3 separate regions of the Zea mays genome follow, and all the other regions are linked to region 1. The links are chromatin contacts, called in public Hi-C maps. All regions are on one chromosome and are shown on one strand. Each heading gives the region's core, a stretch centred on a gene start, on an enhancer-like site or on the middle of the called end of the contact. The rest is flanking DNA. Distances are from core to core; before and after follow the strand shown. Region 1 holds the start of LOC100282538. Region 2 has its middle 34 kb from the start of LOC100275459. Region 3 holds the start of LOC100275459.

Evidence for each region. Hi-C and Micro-C count contacts between places; a contact is called where the count stands out from the background.
Region 2: a contact with region 1 is called in a Hi-C map of tassel, with 2.1 times the contacts expected there. The contact joins the enhancer-like site here to the promoter of LOC100282538 in region 1. A contact is called at or near these places in 4 of 25 Hi-C or Micro-C datasets (bundle sheath, ear, endosperm and 1 more).
Region 3: a Hi-C map of bundle sheath shows a contact between it and region 1, with 2.5 times the contacts expected there. The contact joins the promoter of LOC100275459 here to the promoter of LOC100282538 in region 1. A contact is called at or near these places in 3 of 25 Hi-C or Micro-C datasets (bundle sheath, ear and tassel).

What each region holds. Positions count from the first base shown.
Region 1 is chr1:171,125,283-171,128,213 of Zm-B73-REFERENCE-NAM-5.0, reverse strand. It overlaps LOC100282538, which reads right to left and starts at 1,453. Exons shown (of 9, transcript NM_001155446.2): 1 at 1,227-1,453; 2 at 850-1,058; 3 at 634-716; 4 at 442-501. The coding sequence starts at 970.
Region 2 is chr1:170,986,132-170,989,009 of Zm-B73-REFERENCE-NAM-5.0, reverse strand. No RefSeq gene overlaps it. Among protein-coding and RNA genes, the nearest start is that of LOC100275459, 34 kb to the right of the region's middle. Within about 2 kb of position 1,404, at least 19 of the 20 cell types and tissues checked have an H3K27ac peak or open chromatin away from gene starts, as enhancers often do. A contact at or near this core is called in bundle sheath, ear, endosperm and 1 more, where this site is marked.
Region 3 is chr1:170,952,111-170,955,004 of Zm-B73-REFERENCE-NAM-5.0, reverse strand. It overlaps LOC100275459, which reads right to left and starts at 1,623. Exons shown (of 4, transcript NM_001149526.1): 1 at 1,343-1,623; 2 at 606-972; 3 at 368-522. The coding sequence starts at 1,438.

The DNA of each region.
Region 1 (2,931 bases), core at 204-2,703:
AAATGGTGCTGACAATAGAGATGGGACCCAGGATTGATGCAAGCCACAAGAGGGGATCCTAATTCCTAAACCAAATCTAGATAAAGGGTTTATATCATCCTTGCATGACTAACTAATAGTTGCAGTCATTTAGCACGGCAATTGGTTGGGAAGCATAAATAACAATAGATTCTTATAGAAAACAGGTAACTGCAACATATATGAATAGGACCCTGATAGGCCCAGAAAAAAAAGTCCAATGCAATCAGAAAGAGTACAGGAGTCAACTATCTGCTGACCTCCCACCCTTAAGTTTTTGATAGCTTTCATCGCCTGTGCAGTATTAACTATCGAGCAATCCTGATTCTCATCGATTTGCAAAATTCCCAAAAATGGAACTTTAAAACGTGCCAGATACAATATCCCACAGCAATCAACAATGCACAACAAACAGGGACTCACGCGGTCTGCGAACAGGCTCTCCTTCTTGCTGGTCTTAAATAGTGCCAACTGAAACTCCTCCTGCAAAGAGGTGACAAGCAAGAACAGCTAATATATCTCAGGCATTGACCATCACCCACAAATGCACATACCATACACAACAATAAGAGATTACATAAGAACTAAACAGTGGACCAATCACCCATCACTGACCTTGTTAATCAGCCCATCATCGATGACAGCACTGCTTATCTTCTTGAACAGCTCGTACAGAGCCTCGACCTCGCTCACGCTGACTGCAGGAACAACAAGCACAGGCAAAGCCCACTCAGCCACCCAGACCGAACAAGGCGCAGGCGTCAATTCAATTCATTCCCCGTGCGTGCGAAATGAAGCAGCGACCAGGGAGAGGAAGCAGATCATGCTTACAGACGGTCTCCCTCGCGAGAACCTGAGGGTCCTCGAGCCCGGGCGGCTGCTTGAGCTCGACGTCGCAGCACTTGAGCAGGACCGCGAGCAGCTGCCTCACCCCGTCCAGGCACTGCACCATGATATGCCCTCGCCACCGGCTCCCTGCCCCACGCCACTCACCGGTGTTGTCACCGCCCCATCCCACGGCCGCGCGGAGGGCTCGGCTCCTGCGAGGATCGAGCACTAGATCGATCAATCAACCGACCAATCAACTAACCCCCAGTCCCAAAGCGAAGCCAAGCGATGGGGTCGGCGGGTCGCTGAGGCGCGAGGTTGCTGGAGGGTGGAGGGAGAACCGGGTTGGGCGGGCGAGTGGGCCGTGGGCGGATGTTTACCTCGAGGGACGGAAGGATTAGATTGTGGGAATGGGGGGCGCTATCTCTCTGGTGGCGGCGGAGCGAGGCTGGGGGTAGGGCACGGCGAGATCGGGGGCCAAGAGGAGGGCAATGCAAATCGCGACGGGGAAGTGAGTTGCGCGGTTGGGCTCGAGCTCCGCCTCCTCTCCTCTCTTCGTCGTCGGTGTGCGGGGTCGGGGTGCGCGGTGCGCCCGTGCCGCGCGTGTTCTCTTCTCTCCCGGAGCTCTCGGCGTTGCCGTTTCGGGCTCATCATTGGGGTGGGCCCAGTCGTCGCACGGGAGGAGTCTGGGGCCCACATATTTGAGAAAATTTAAAATGACAACGATGTGGCTGTCGCGATAAATATAACCCTAAAACCAGCCTCACAGCTTGGCATCTGGGAACTTACCATCTGAGAATAGCTCCTCGTAGGTGTCTCTATGACAAAAAACAATTCCAGCAGGTAATCTACACGAATACTTGTGAAGAACATTTTTTCCCATCTTTATTTTAAATCCCCAAAGCGGATTTCTATCCTGTTTAAATTATAATTATGATATTCATCTTTTGTTATTAATTAAAAAAAATTCACTTATACATATGGTTAAATGTAAGAAATTATTATGTGTATATCAAAATGAACACAATTGTATAATGAGTGATCTATTGACAAAGTAATTATTTATTTTTATCATTAACTATCAAACATCATCACATACAGGTTTAACGGATCCTCGCGAGGAACGATGTAACACCCTAAATTCTTCATATAAAAGCAATCCAGTTAATTTATTAATCTCTAGCATAATGGAAAATATTTTACTTTTAAATAATGAAAATGGCAATATAAAATAGAATAAGTTCTTGAATAAATAAAATTTTATCAAGTGTTTGATGTACTCATGCCAAGGCTTAAATTTTATTTGATGTATCCAATTTTTTTGGATTTAATTTGGTGAGAAAATCTCATTTTAAAATAATAATGAGTTGTTAAAATATACATTTCAATATTTTACTAGTTTTGTTTATAAGTGTTTGCGAGAATCCCATTTTAATTTTATTACCCTTGTCTTAAGATCTTTTATTTAAAATAATAGAATTTCCATTCAATAATGTTTTCTAAAAAAACATGTATTTTGTTTATGTTAATAATATTTTTGGATATTTATAATTTTTTAGTATAAAAAACTAAGGAAAGAAAATAAAAAATGAACGACCGCTCACCTCGCCGATCTAGCCTATTCTTTATTCCCCTCCTCATTTCACTCTGTGCGTGGACCCACTTCTCTTCTCTTTCAAGTATAGAATCCCGGGATTTTGGTCCTCAAGCCTTTTTTATTAGCGAAATGGGATGATTTCATGCCAAAAAAAATGGACTTTCGCCGTATAGCGAGATAAAGAATTTGAATTGTCAATCGACTCTCTAGAGGGAAAAAGTGAGAATGAACATTTGCCCTATAGTGAGCACCAAGTTTTTCAGGCTCATACGTCAGATTATCTTCAATCCCTGCCTGCTCTCCGTTCTATCCAGGCACGCTACACGCCGCCGCATCATCTTCTCGCCAAGCTAAGTCATTCTTCATCGCTTTCAGATCTCGTCACCTAGCTCATCGTTGCTTGACGCCGTTGCAACTGCTCGCCCCATGATGTCGCTCGTGCGCCTGCTAGTGCCCAGCAACAAGTTTATCGACGTCCATGCTCAATC
Region 2 (2,878 bases), core at 155-2,654, 140 kb after region 1:
TATATGAATAAATATATATAATTTCAGGCTAATACTTTTATTTGAGAACTTGATCCCAAACTCACTAACAAATTCAAATTCAAATAGTAAATCTTTCAAACGATGAAAGAAATGCAAAATATAAAAGAAAAGAAAAAAATTAATAAGGAGAGAGACCCTCTCTCAGCCGCATGGGCCGAATTCCCCTCTTTCAGCCCAACTCACGCCTGGGTGACCCAAATCGCGTGCCCAGTATCTCCATCGCCTCCTGTCACTGTTTGATGGGCCCTGGTCACCAGGACTCCTCTCTCGCGCCGTGTTGTCACTGGCTGGGTGGACCCCAGTGGTCAGCCTCTTCCTCGCGCTTGGGTCCGCAGCCTATTCGCTCGTCCCTTTCATGCACGCTCACCTCATCATCCGCTCACTGTCGGGTGGGCCCATACTGTCGGGTAATCTTCTTCTACCTGGGGCGCTCCCTGTATCAAGCGTCGGGGATCCCGAAATCGCCTGCGTCGATCTCGCTCGCCCAACCGAACGCTTACCCACCACCGTGAACCGTGGACTCGGACCCGCACAATTCGTGGACCTGCACGCTATCGTGTGGGACCGCCCTGCTAGAGTCCTCGTTTTCGCTACGACCGAATCGACGCAACAAACCCAGCCGTAGTCACCGGAGCGCCCCCTTTCTTTCGGATCTAGACTCTCCTGCCCTCCTATAAAGCTTGGCGGTGCCACCCCTTTGCCGAACTACCATGGAGCCATAGCGCGCGGTTACCTCGAGGAGCAGAGAGCCTCGTCGCATGAGAGAGATAGAGAGAGAGGATCGGGTGCCGCTGCGTTTGGCTCAGTCGTGGGAGCTTCTACGTAGCTCCGATGACGAATTGTGTCCTTGCCTTGTGGGGCTGACAACCTGGTGATCTGGGGATCGATTGATGCGTCGGGCTGAGCTCACCAAATTTCTCTGCCACCGCCTTCGCCGGCCCACTGCTCTACCCGATCGCCGGTAACTATCCCTCAACAGCGTTTGTAGTGGTCGGCTCTTCGTGTATCACCAGTTAGTCTCGAGAATAGGGCATTTGTGCGCTGGATTCTGGAGCTCTCCGCCGTGCGTTGAAGACCGCAATGCTGCCGCGACACGTGGCCGGTCGTCCGCGTCGAATCGGTACGCCTCCATGATCTCCCTCGCCTCTACCCCTCTGACGTAGGAGCTGGCGCCATTCGATAACTAGGGGGAGGCTCGCGGTCAGGCACACCATTGGTTGTGCGCCTGGTGTCGCGTCAGGGAAGAAGACGGTGTCTCGCTCCCGTGACGTGTTGTAGGAAGAAGACGATCTTCAGGGCCATCAATCCGAGTTTGGACGGTAGGGATTAAATCAAACCCGTACATGTTCAATTGCTTTATCCGGGCCGTCTAATTTGTTTGGGACGGTTGGGATCGAAGCTCAGTTATTTTAAATCGTGACCGTAGAGGCTACATCGGATGGTCCGCATCGGATACCTGTTCGCAACCTTTAGAATCTAATCATGGCCCTTGATTCTGATCGGGTGGCTCAGATCGTCCAATACCCCTTCGGCTGGCAGTCTTTTAAAAGAGCCCCTCAAGTTTACTTCAATAAACCCGCAGTCCTCTCTGGTAGGACTCTGTGTCTTGGATTGTTTTGTGCAGAGCCCCCCGGGTTTCTGTTTATTTCGTGCGTAGTACATACATTTAATAAAACCAAGAAATTCATTTAGAAAAAGGATTTTCAGTATAAGATTAATTGCAGAAAGTTGTTTAATCCCTAGAAAATTCATACTAAGTCCAAATTGACCCATTTCAGTTCCTATAATTTTGTAAGATTATTGTTTATCAATTAATGTCTCTGTTTTGACATGAAAACAATAATAAAATTGATCTCCCAAATAATTTCATATCAAACACATAAAACCTTCGGAAATTCATAACTTACAATCCGTAACTCCGATCTTAGTAGTTCTCAATCCCGCGATCTTGTAGCTTCGCGTAGATTGTTATTATTCAATTTGTACCTATGTTTGGTGTGATGTTAATTTTGTCTATACCATGTTTGTTTGTATTTTTGCGACTAGCAGTGCAGCTACGAATCACCTGAAGTTCATCCTGTCACCTGGATTCTCAAGTGCCAGGCAAGTTGTGCCCTTGATCCACTTTTGTTACACAATAATGTTCTTTATAATCATTTACCATGCATAGGTTTAATTTTGATGGGACCCGATAGGTCACCCTAGATTGTTTATCTCATTTACCTTGTTTACCCCTGAATCACTTGGGTAGTTTGCTATTGCTTTATATGGTTTTCGGATAATCATTTATTATATCCATGTTCCAGTTATTATGTTATTTATTTATGTTCATGACAAGATCATTATATTATTGTTAATTGGAATATAGAGCTTAACTTGAGAAACACGTGCCACCACAAGGGAGGAATGGGACCCCTTGGCTAACTAATTAGGAAAGCTAGTGGAAGACTACCTTACCCGAAAGGGGCAAGGGCAGTAGGGGAGTTGCATGCAAGGAGGTTTTCGGGTTGATTTTGCTGCGATGGCAGTCAGACGAGGGATTCTTGCAAGTGCTCTTCCCATAAAATGTATCGGGTTTTCGGAAGCTAGTGGAACTTTGTAAAGGCCTCGTAGTGGATCTCTAGCCATTCACCTTGGTAGTGTTTATGGGCCTAGCTAACCCTGGCGACATGGGAAACACGACCTGTGGGTAAAGGGTACAACCTCTGCAGAGTGTAAAACTGGTATACTAGCCGAGCTCACGGTCATGAGCAGCTCAGGACTCCCTGATGATTAATCTATGGAACTTAAATTCAATTTGTCATATGCATTGCATGGGATCATTTGTTAATTTTGTTCTATTATTATTTATTATGGT
Region 3 (2,894 bases), core at 374-2,873, 170 kb after region 1:
ATATATTAGGCCCATGTTCGGTACAAAACATGCCAAAGGGAGAGGCAAACATATATCTATTATTATTATGCATAGCCTGGCCCAATATAAGAGGTACTATGTTCCGGCATGCATTGTTTGATGTCCATCCTGGAAATGATGTACCACTAATCACCACCAAGTTGTTGAACATTTTAAAGATTCATGCAAATCAATTTGTAGGGAAATCTGAATGTTCTATTTGCAGACTGAATTTCAGTATAGAAGTGTATCCTAAGCTAGTAGGCTACAAGGCAAAAACAAGTAATGTTCAAGTTCAATTGTAGATAGCAGGAACTAAACAATTCAATGAACCTTTTTTTTGCACAGGTATTCTACAGAAACTTACCGGGTATCTAGCATGGAGAGGCATCTCTATTACAAGGTTACAGTTGATTGAAATGATTCGCCTGAGATCAAAATGGATCTCAACAGATGACCCATTGGATAGAGCTGTGGGCAGTTCAAGGTTGGCGTCTCCAAAAACAGCAACATCAACGAAAACTGCAAGATTTTTTCAACCAAAAAGATTAGCATAATACAGATAACAATGCAGTTCTACAGTCTATCTCAGATTCAGATTTCACCTTTGCGCTCAACAAAATGCTGTAGCTCAAATGGGTCGGCAAACACTCCATCAGGAAGTTTTTCAAATATCACCAGATGGGCATCGTAGTGATCAAGGAAATTAACCATAGCACCTTCATGGGCACCAAAATCCACAGAATAGACTAAACGGCGGTGAGAACCTTTACCAACCAGTTGCCGGCGTAGTTTTGAAAGCATAGGAACTTCGACATCATCAGCAAGTCCTTTGCACAATTCACCAGAATCAGACATTTCCACTATGTCACGACGCTGAGCAAGCTGGCCCGTCAAGGTGTCCAGATGTGCACCACCAATGTACGTTCTAGAGCAGGGCATGCATTTGACGGGTGTGCGGCTTCCGCCTTCCTGCGCAATGCCATAATTAAAACTTACCCGCATAAACATCAACCATATCTGAACGGAAATATTATCAGAAGCAGGGTGCCTCCCAAAACGAGATACAGCTAATTACCCTGGCCACCCAACTCAAACAATTACACATACATTTAAGTCGAACTTGGGATAGATCGACACTTACAGCTTACAGGTACGGTAAAATTCAGCATGAGCTAAAAACGAACGCTTTCCGTAGCCCTTTCCAGACACTATACATGAACGCGCATCACGGCCCCGGCTCTAGCAAATCCGAATCAACGAAAGATCATAATTTCCGCACAAAAACTGCGCACGAGTAAAATTGGCGTGAACCAGGAGCGCCCATCCACCCCTTACGTACCTGCTCACCCGACGATGAGGCGGCGACCACCGCGCCGGAGATCCAAGCGGCGGCGAGCGCCAAGGCGAGCAAGCACCGCCCGCCCCCCGCAGCCATCTGTCACAGTGGCGGAGCCAACAAGAAAACGAAGCCTGGGATAGCGGGCGGCTGCCGGCTCGCTGGGTGGCGGCGGGCGCGTCTGGCGGCGAGGAGGTGAAGGCGAGCCGTCGCGTCGCGTGGAGGTGGAAGCGGGCGACGGGACGTGCGGAGCTGGAGGCGAGGGCGAGGTGCCAAGGTGTGTGGAGGCGGAGCTCAGGATGCGGACCCGTCGGGTTATTTGGGCTGGGCCGCCGAAGCCCGGCCAGGCCGGGCCTCAGCTCTGCCTCTGCTCTGTCAGGAGGGGGAGGCGGCGGAAGGATCTTGTGGTAGATAGAAGAGAGAAGTAGGTTGTCAGGTTGTGTGCAGCAGGGACGCCGGACGCACCTCGCCGGCGTCCGGGAGGCGGAGGCGTGGAGCGTCCACGCTCGGGGACGCGGATCTCGTCATGGCAGACGGCGGAGGGCCAGCCTAGTCGACGGCGATGCCGGGGCCTAACCTGAGCCGAGCTTATCCGTCTTCATCAATTGGGCCTTCCGGCTGAGCCAACTTTACCACGCTTGGGCCTTCCGGCGTTGCACGTGATTTGATTGATATAAGGCTGATTCCAACACCACTACGGCCACATAACCGATCTCAGTCCTTAACTATCACAACACTCCATAATATAGTCTTTATTACCAATCTATTATCACCTCAAATCATTACATTACTTATAGACTTTTAGTTAATATGAAACACAAATACATCTGATTAAATAATTAAATGAGTAATTTTATTCGTTTAATTATGTAATCAGATGTATTTGTATTTTAATAAAATTACATAATTGCTAACAATAATTAAAAATTGCATAACTCAAATATAATAATAAAACATACTTTTAAATAAAATTGCATAGCTTAAATATAAAAAATTAAAATAGTTTATAAATAAAACCTAATATATATATATATATATTATTTTAGGATTTTTAAAAAAATAGACTTGAATAGTTAAAAAACAACTAGCTGATATGGCACACGCGTGACCAATCAACACACTACGTCACTAAAATCAGTCATTATCGGACTGGCTGGTCAGTAGAGCCACTGACAGGTGTTGGAACCAACGTGGTCAATACCAACCAAAGATCAACAATCGATATCGTCTCACATTGTATCCAGTCTAAAGCTACACGCACTCCCTACTCTAAATGATTTCCTCATCAATACCTCATTTCTCTCAAAACCGTTCTCTATATCTCAGCATTTATACGTCAAAGTCTATATTATGATATTCTCTCTCTCTCTCTATATATATATATATATAGTCCGTGCTAATGCTACGATCCCACGTAGGGGAAGAGAGGTGGACGGCGGAGGCGCGAGTGAGGGGGAAAGGACGTCGGTGACACGGGGGAGGGGTGGCGGGGTCGTAGGAGAGGGAGAGTGAAAGGGAATTAGGCTTTCACCTAGTCCCTAATTAGTTTTGGTGG